Regions from separate parts of the Mus musculus genome. Here regions 2 and 3 are each linked to region 1. The links are chromatin contacts, called in public HiChIP or PLAC-seq maps. All regions are on one chromosome and are shown on one strand. The core of a region is the stretch at or near the end of the contact, and the rest is flanking DNA. Distances in the headings are between cores, read along the strand shown. Region 1 holds the start of AU040320 (expressed sequence AU040320). Region 2 holds the start of Bsdc1 (BSD domain containing 1). Region 3 holds the start of Yars (tyrosyl-tRNA synthetase).

Region 1 (2,924 bases), core at 161-2,660:
GACCAGAGGCAGGAACGACAAAACACTGCTAAGACCCAAAATGTTTGTTATCAAATCAAAGGGTAGCAACCCAGGGAGAGAACACACACACCCCCACAATACTCGACAAATGAAAATCTAGAAAAGCTCCCGGTAGTTCTGGCATTTAGGGCGTTACAAGTACACCCGAAATAAAAGCACGCTGTTGCAGCAGCTGTTCAGATACAGCAGGGGGTAATGTTTACTTAATACTTCAGGTTGATGGGGAATGTATCATAGTTCAGTCTGTCAGCTACATACGTGGAACTCCATTTATATACACAGCGATAAGATATGTTTGAATAACGACAGAGCCGGTCTATTCAACGGGTGTGAGTAATCAAGAATAAAGCTTTAAGAAAGAAAGAAAGAAAGAAAGAAAGAAAAAAGTCCTAGATGTTTGAGAAAGTTACAGAACAGACTGCATGAATAGCTTTGCTTATATTTGCAAACACTGTTTTCCAAATAGCTGGAAAAATGAACAGATTGTTCTAGGAGGTCGTCTTTCCAATTTGTTCCTAGTTTCCAGTCTGTTAATCACAAGATAGCACAAGGAGAGTCAGCTAAGGAGCTTTAACAGCTTCTATTGTCAGTTGGGCACAACCACCGTGAGATGAGACCAGGCAAAGCATTCCTGGAACCCCGCCTGAGGTCTTCTACTTTGACTTCCTTCAGTTCGCTTTTTGTGCTCACTGCAGCCACCGCAGGACCCTCTAAGGGGCATAATTGTCAAAATTCTCAAGGAGGAAGGTTTTCGCCAACGAGCCCAGCCCCGCCCCCTTTATTCTGTATCAACTTTTTTTTTTCCCTTTTCTTTTCTTTTAATCTCGATGGGAAGATCATCAAACACCAGAGACAGCAACTCGGGACGAGGCTGCAGAGGTCGAGAGTATCATAAGGACCGCAGTGCCTCAGCCTGGTCTGCCCATATGTCAGGGAATAGAGGGAGCTGCCTGACCAGGCCTGAGTCCCAAAGCGGAGGGGTTCAGATTGGGACTCTGGCACCTGCAAGGCTAGAAGCAGCAGATTTGTCCTGTCCCAGCCAGGAGCGCCATCTCCGGGTCCCAACGCCGGACCAGCGTACCCGAGGCATCGCCCGTCCCGCCTCTGCCCCTCCCCTGAGCTCCTGGTCCTCGGCCTGGCAGTCAGCCGCCCCGGCCACCTACCGGGGCTCAGGGCCACATAGAGGGGTGCCGGCTCTCGGCGGCCTCCGCCTCCTCCCGATCCATGGGCTCGGGGACCCCCAACCTTCTCTCCCCTCACGCAGAGGAGGAAGAAGGAAGTGCTGGCTCCCCACCCGGACAGCTCCCTCTTGCCTCAGCCTCCCTGGACAGCGACCGCGGCCGGAAACGCCGCCTCCTTCCCACCTCCCGGGGCTCAACCCGGAAACATACTCTTCACGCTGAGCCAGTCCTCCTGCCCCCACCCTCCGGAAGCGCAATTCCAGCCGCGAGCCCAAAAGTGGGAGGAGGGGCGGCGCTGAGGGGAGAGCTACGCACAAGCGAGGACGTCCGGGCCCTCAGCCTTTGGCCGCGAGCCCTTGCGGGGCGGCCCGCACCTTTCCTCCTTAGCTCGAGCACTCAGGCCCCAGACTCGGGCAATTGCCCACAAGCAAGATGGCCGCACCGGAGGCGCCCCCCTACTGCTTAGCGCCCTGCTGTGCCATTGGTCAGAGTGCGGAGTGAGCCCAGCGCCGATTGGTCGAGAGCGATGCGGGGGTGGGGGTGGAGCTGTAGCAGCCTGGAGCCAAGAGTGGGCAACGCGGCGTGAGCAGCAGCCCCAGGCTCCCGGAGCATCGCGCCCGGAGAAAGACTTCGCCGCTCGGGGCCGCAGCCTGGTGAGCTCAGCCCCCTTCAAGCCCTCCCCTGCATCTCAGCCGGAGCCTCTCCGAACCGGCGCTGATCGATGCCGAGACTCCCCAGGGACCCTATCGCGACTCCATCGTGCCATATCTCGACATCACCGTACCCTGTCGAGACTCCATTTTGTCACAACCCCTTTCAGTATTTATCTATCTACCTATATATTTTTTTAAATTTGCCCTATCATATTTGGGGGCTGTCCCCTTCATGTCGTGATTTCGCTGTGATCTCTCCGTGACATCACCGCGCCATCGTGAAGTGTGATCTCATCGCTGCCCTGTCGTTCGACTTCATCAATGTCGTGTTGTGACCTGGCTGCGGCGGGACAGGTGGTGACCGCCAGGATCCCTTCTCCCCTTCTCATCTCTCCATCACTGCAGCCCCGCTTCGATTATCCGGCTTTTGGATTCTGTTATCCTGAGAGCCACCCGACCCCTCTTTCCTTCTCCAGCCAGTGCCGGCACCCACAGGCTGTTAGCGGGACGGACAGGGAGAGTACAGGGAGCACAAGGGGTTAATGTTGCTGCTGCTGCAGCAGCAGCTGCAGCTCCTGCTCTTGCAGCCTCTGCAGCCTCTGCAGCCTCTGCCCGAGGGAGGGAAAGAAGAGAAGGCAAGGAGGCTGCGGGGGCGATTAAGAGCCCTGGCTGGAGGGGTGGGTCCACAGGGGAGTCTTCAAAGCCTTCTCTGGAGAGCTTGCCTTCTCACTCCTGCTGAAGCCAGTCTACTTTCTCTGAAGAAGGGAGGGGAAAGGAACCCTAGAATGTCCTTTTCTTCCTTGTCGGCGTGAGTCCGGATAATCGAACTTGACCCGTGTCTGTCTGCATTCCTCCCTGTCTGTCCTCACCGCTCACTCCTCGTGTGCCTCCTGGAGAGAGATAAAACCCGGTGTCTGGTGCCAGGGGCTGCTGAGCAGTTGGGCCAGCTCCTTCCCACTTCTAGACTGGTGAGGAAAGCTGTCCAGCTGAGCAGCGGCATGCATGGTCCTCATATCCCACTTTTCTGGAGGTGACCTTGGACCAGGGTCCCTTCTTCATCCTAAAGAAT
Region 2 (2,924 bases), core at 177-2,676, 2.7 Mb before region 1:
GGTCTACATAATGGTCCCAGGGCAGCCAAGGGCGACATACACCATGAGACCCTGTCTCAAAATAAAACAAACCACGACCACCACCAATAACAACAAAATAACTTGTCCAAGTTCCCAGAAATGTAAGGAACTAAAGGGAGAGATTAAGTCTCTTCCTGAAAGCCTCGAAACACACGGGGAGTCCTCACAGGACAGGACACCTGCCGGATAGCACACTTTCTTTGCATGCTTGAGGTCTCATATTAATCCTTAGCGTAAAGTCCTGCCTCTCCATCATCAATAAAACTTCCAGCACAGGGAATTCTCAGATGTGCTGAGCTGTAGCTTGAGCGGAGGCTTCCCAGGAGAACCCGGAGCAAGGAGAAAATAAAAACAAAAACCAAAAAACCAAAAACCAAACAAACAAAAACCGTTCCTAAAGTACTGGGCTGACTTGAGATCAGAAGCCTCTCGGAGTCTGCCCTGAAGCACGACTCCCTTCACTTGCTTGAGGTAAACAGTAATTAGTTACCCCACGACTTAGTTGGGCTGCCTGTAAATAAAGGAATGTGGGATAAAACAGGAACACCAACTGGCATTGCCTAGGACAAGGACAAGCATTAGTCACAATCACAGCCACTTCCCCAGGTCTCCACTCTCTGGCCCCCCCTCATCCCTTTGTAAACCAGTCACATAGGCACCATCAGGTACCAGCGCATATGGCAATCCTCATCTCTACCCGGATTCTTGGCTACACCTTCCTTGGCATGCTCATGACTCCCTAGTCTGGACAATTAGGGACTGCCCTTTCCCGGTATTCACAACAGTAACTAAGCAACTATTTTGCTTGACTGCCTCCACACCAGACTGAGCTTTGTGAGGCCCAAGACTATCTGTCTGGCTAAGGTCTATATCCTCCCAACCTGTCTGTGAGTAGTGACTGTCACATATTCTAATAAATATTGCTGTTTAAGAGTAAGATGTTGTTAGTGGTGGTGTTCTACCCTTTTCTCGTAAATGGCCTCACAGAAGCTCAAAAAAACCCAAGCAGGGGCTAGCTGGGGTTGGTTGCAAGGAGACGGCCGCGGTGCCCTGCCGAGGGAAGGGTGCTGGCCCGGCTTACCTTCTCTTTGACTGCCTGGTAGCTCTGCTGCAGCCAGCTCCGCCACCACCCCACGTCCTCCCTGTGGAAGACAGACACATCTGACGGCCCTGCCGGGCGACTCCAGCCCAGCCTCCGGCCGGAGATGAGGCTTTTCCGGCCGCTTCCCCATGCCCTCGCACCACGCCTCCGCTCTGCCCTTCCAGCTCAGTCCGCACCCGCACCGGCAGCCTGTCCCCAACAGGGACCCCTGGCCCAGTACCCCATCCCTCGAAAAGCCCAAGCCCCCAACGCCAGAAAGCGGAACGCCAAGCTCACCCTTCCGCCATCTTGCCAGCATGACATCACCACTATTTACCGACCTTTGACTTCCGACACGGCACCGCCCCCTCAGGCTCCGCCCCCATGAGCGTGCCCCAATCTTAACACAAGGACAACTCTCCGCCCAGTCCCCGCCCCCCTACATCAATGTGTCTGGCCTTTGTCCAATCCATGTCCCAAATGCGATTTGTCCCGCCTCTGAACTCTCGATCCAATGGTGTGTAAGATTGTCCTCGGGTCCCACCAACCAGCCGCTAGCTTTCCCGGTAGTCCCTGACTACAGTGGCCTCTCCGGGCCAATTTCGGCAGGCTCGTTAGACCGCCAATTAGAAGGCGAGGCGAGGAAAGGAGAGGCCGGGTTGGGACGTTGTGTTCTTAGAACCTGGAGTTAAGTTCCGCCCCCCTTTGTGAAGCCAGCCGCGTAGCAGCTCCTTGGTGTTCTGCTGCAGGCTAATTCAGCAAGCTCCGATTGCGGACCTCAGAGCCAGAGTAAGGCTATGGGGAGAATCCAGAGCTCTCCTCGGGATGACACCCAGGATCATTTGGAGAGGCAGATACATATTCACATTATTTCTTAAGCCCGATTTAAGAAAACGCTAGCTGAAAGTGTTCTGGAAAAATCCCACTGATAGGGGGGAATTGAGGTCTATTGTGTGGTGGAAGGGGGATTTACATAGATCCTGTGGCCCTACCTACTACTTCCTCAATCTACACAAACCCCTCCTTCACCTCCAGCAGGAGGTTGACTCCCCTCCTCGAAGGCTACACTGTAATCAAGGTCATCACTGCTACCTGATCCCATAGCCTCTTACCTGCCTGAGGAACAAGCTATATACTAATTCTCCCAGTGTTCCCCAAGGCCTCCCATCTAACTTTCAAAAAGATTGTTGCTGGTATTTCTCCTGTCTAAAAAACTAACAACTATTGGATGGATCACAGGGCTCCCAATGGAGGAGCTAGAGAAAGTACCCAAGGAGCTAAAGGGATCTGCAACCCTATAGGTGGAACAACATTATGAACTAACCAGTACCCCGGAGCTCTTGACTCTAGCTGCATATGTATCAAAAGATGGCCTAGTCTGCCATCACTGGAAAGAGAGGCCCATTGGACACGCAAACTGTATATGCCCCAGTACAGGGGAATGCCAGGGCCAAAAAAAAAATGGGAATGAGTGGGTAAGGAAGTGGGGGGGAGGGTATGGGGGACTTTTGGGATAGCGTTGGAAATGTAATTGAGGAAAATATGTAATAAAAATAAATAAATAAATAAATAAATAAATAAAAAAATAAAGTAGACCACCATAAGGCTGTTAAGGGAGAAAAAATGGAATGAGTAATTTCCAGTGGTCTTTCTCCCTTCTAAGGTCCATGCTTTGCCTGCAACGAATGCACAAGGTTTAAAGCTAAAAAATGCTGTGATAAATGATTTGTGCTACTGAACAAGATGGGCTAAGAAACAAGTTGAGTTCTTTAATCCCCAACAGAATCTACCTTTGCAATTTCATTCCCCACATTAAAGGTCA
Region 3 (2,924 bases), core at 220-2,719, 2.4 Mb before region 1:
TGCTGGGATTACAGCGTGTGCTCAGGTTGGTTCACATTTTTCTAGGGGTCGGGGGAGTTGGGAATAAAAATATTCTAGAACTTTAACCTTGTGGGTATACAAGAACTGACTAAAATGTACCCTTCGAAGAGGTGAATGAATGTTCTTAGTGACAGGGTCTCTGTATAGAGCTCTACCTAGCCAGGAACTCATTATGTAAACAAGGCTGGCCTCCAAATTGCAGCCACCCCCCTGTCTCTGACTCTCAGGTATTAAGATTACAGGTAGCATGTACCACCACACCCAGGATAGGTAAATTTAAAAAAAAAAATAGCTTGGTGGTGCAACCGCCCTTAGCGTAATTCTAGTCCAGTCTTTATCTGGCTTGTAAAACAAAGTTTACAAGCCCCTCATGACTTGGCTCCTACCTGTCTCTCCTTAGAGAACATGTCAAAGGACAGCAATAGGTTCTGTGGAGGAACATCAGAGGCACGGGCAGGCAGGGATGGAAACGGTTCTGTTGGCAGGGAGTTGTGGTGGCCGAGCAGTACTGTGCTTGCTTTATTCCATTTAAATCAGTGTCCTTGGACAAAGGGTGTGTGAGGGCACTGAAGGCTGAGTCCAGGGCCTTACTCATGCTTTACCACGGAGCTGAGCCTAGCCTTCTCCCTGTTCTACAATATTCTTGCTTCCCCTTGGGTCTTCCCTGTCTGAAATGCAGTTCTCAGCGCCCGCGTGTACACAACACACACACACACACACACACACACACACACGCCAGAAGAGGACGTCAGATCCCCTGATACAGGCCGTACCGAATAACCTGACATGGGTGCTGGGAACTGAAAACGGGTCTTCTGTAAGAGCAGTACTTTCTTTCCATTTCAGAGCCATCTCTTCGGCCAGCTCGCCCCTTATTTCTTTTCAGAACTTCAGTCATAGGAACTTTCAGTACGTGTTTTATTTGGGTTATAGGTCCTTTTAAATTTCCGGTTCTCTCCGCCAGAGTCCTGGAAAGACATGGCCCTGACTCCCTAGAGCCTAGCAGTGCTCCCGGCATGGAATAGGATGGGTGGAATGAGGTTCCCAGCCCCAGGAATGGCTGGAGCACAAGCTACGTGCACACAAAGGGTGAGCCCACTGGAGTTTCTCTTGCACCCTGAGAATGGCTGCTTGACTGATCAACTAGCAGAGAGGGCCGTAGAGCCGCCCAGGCGCGGAGACCGCGGCCCCACTCGTTTAGGGATTGGCATCGGGAATCATGGGACTTCAAATTCTCGGTACCCAACGGCGCATCCCAACCCCCCACCAAGGCCTGACCTGCAGGTTCCGGGTGATAAGATGCAGCTTCTCCTCAGGGCTTGGAGCATCACCCATGGCTCCGCTGTCTCTGTTTCCCGCGCTCAGCCGGCACCCGCGCCCTTTCCTCGTTCGCCGTCGTCTCCGCGTGCCGGGAACTGTCACGCTAGTCCCGTCGGGTTGCATCAGCTGAGCTCGTCGCTCCGCTTGCTAGGCCTAGATTCTGTCTGTCCCCTCCTCTCCCCGAGCATCCCCGAGTCAGGAGCAGCAGAGAGTCGAAAGAATCGATGAAACAGGAAGGGGCGGAACCATCCAAAAAAAAAAAAACCAAAACAGTGTAGGTGGAGCTGGGGGGCGGGGTTAGGAAGGCCGCCCATGACGCACCCTCTCAGGGGCGGGGCGGTTTCCTGCCAATCACTGCTTGCTTGCCCTCCCCCTGGTGTTGGCCCCGCTGCCTCGGGGTGGGGGAGGTCGTGAAGGGGGCGATAAAATGGCGCAGGGGGCGGAGTGAGGTGCTGCCGCTCGCCCAGGCTTTTGGCCCGGCTTCCGGAGGTGAAGAGCGGGCGGGACGTAAGGGTCGGCGCCCGTCGTCTAGGCGAGGGGTCGGGGGGGAGGGGGCGGGCCGCCTGTTGCTTCTCCACAGGGCCGCGTTCTTCGTCTTGCCCCCGTGAGGAGTAGGGAAGCTCGTCTCGCTGAGGGAAGGGCTGCTTCTCGCGCCAGAGGTGATGGCGGGCGGGGAGGTTGTCCCTGCCCCCCACCTCCACATCCGTGGGCGAGTGACGCCCCTCATCCCGCTGAGGAAAAGGGAGCTGTCAGGTCCTCGGGCCGCCGGCCCTGCCAGTGGGGGCGGGGGGGGGGGTCTTCCTCTCCCGGTGCCTGCCTTCCCCGCGGGAGGCTGTTGCTAGGGAGAGCGGGGATGGCGGGCTTCCCGCGGGGCGTCGTGGCGGGAGAGGGCGACCCACTCCGGGCGACCGCGGGCCGCAGCCTGCCGAGATGTGGCAGTCAGCGTCTGTCCCCTGAGGTCGGGTGCCCTGGCGGAGCCCGCGGGGGGACCTGGGTCGCCCCTGGGGGGAGGGGCGCGGAGGGAACACGCGCTCCTCCCGCTATCCGCGGGGAGGCGAGGACTCGCTCTCCCGAGTGGGAGGAGGAGGGAAGTGCAGAGGCCCTGGGCGCGGCGGGCGGGCGGGTAGTGTTCCCGACGGGGAGGCCCGCGGGCATCCTCGCAAGGTATCCCTGGGCCACCGTTGCTGGGTTTCATCCAGGGCCGCAGGGAATGCTGCAGACACCTAAGGTGAGCCCTTCTTCAGAGGGCCACCAAATGAGGACGGAGTTCACCGGCTGCCCTCATTTTTTGTTTTTTGTCCTCCCCCCCCCACCCCCCCGTGGTTGTTAAGAGCCCCAGGCTTTAATAGACTATTCTTGTAAAAGAAACCTGTTGCTTCAGTTTAGAAAAATCTGCTGCCTGGGCCTGTGTGGGAATTCTTGGCTCCCTAGTCTGGGGGAATTGTTACCTAAAGCAGAGATTTCCAGACCGGTTATCTTTCCATTTTACCTTGTTTGCAGTTAGCCCAGAGGGAGTTGCAAATTCTTTCAGATAGTCAGTTCCCTTTGTTAAAAAAAAAAATTTTGGGAGGGGCTCATTTTGA

Evidence for each region. HiChIP or PLAC-seq counts read pairs in DNA pulled down with a chosen protein or histone mark.
Region 2: a contact with region 1 is called in an H3K4me3 HiChIP or PLAC-seq map of pro-B cells, with 10 times the contacts expected there. The contact joins the promoter of Bsdc1 here to the promoter of AU040320 in region 1. A contact is called at or near these places in 2 of 115 datasets of contacts at active chromatin or transcription factors (astrocytes and pro-B cells).
Region 3: an H3K27ac HiChIP or PLAC-seq map of large pre-B cells shows a contact between it and region 1, with 4 times the contacts expected there. The contact joins the promoter of Yars here to the promoter of AU040320 in region 1.

Annotation. Positions count from the first base shown.
Region 1 is chr4:126,752,256-126,755,179 of GRCm38.p6, reverse strand. AU040320 (expressed sequence AU040320) reads right to left here and starts at 1,410. Exons shown (of 21, transcript NM_133886.2): 1 at 1,185-1,410. It overlaps Ncdn (neurochondrin), which reads left to right and starts at 1,751. Exons shown (of 7, transcript NM_011986.4): 1 at 1,751-2,209. The coding sequence starts at 2,177.
Region 2 is chr4:129,460,181-129,463,104 of GRCm38.p6, reverse strand. Bsdc1 (BSD domain containing 1) reads right to left here and starts at 1,426. Exons shown (of 11, transcript NM_133889.2): 1 at 1,400-1,426; 2 at 1,103-1,163. The coding sequence starts at 1,410.
Region 3 is chr4:129,188,448-129,191,371 of GRCm38.p6, reverse strand. Yars (tyrosyl-tRNA synthetase) reads right to left here and starts at 1,469. Exons shown (of 13, transcript NM_134151.5): 1 at 1,300-1,469. The coding sequence starts at 1,356. It overlaps S100pbp (S100P binding protein), which reads left to right and starts at 1,793. Exons shown (of 7, transcript NM_001379590.1): 1 at 1,793-1,830.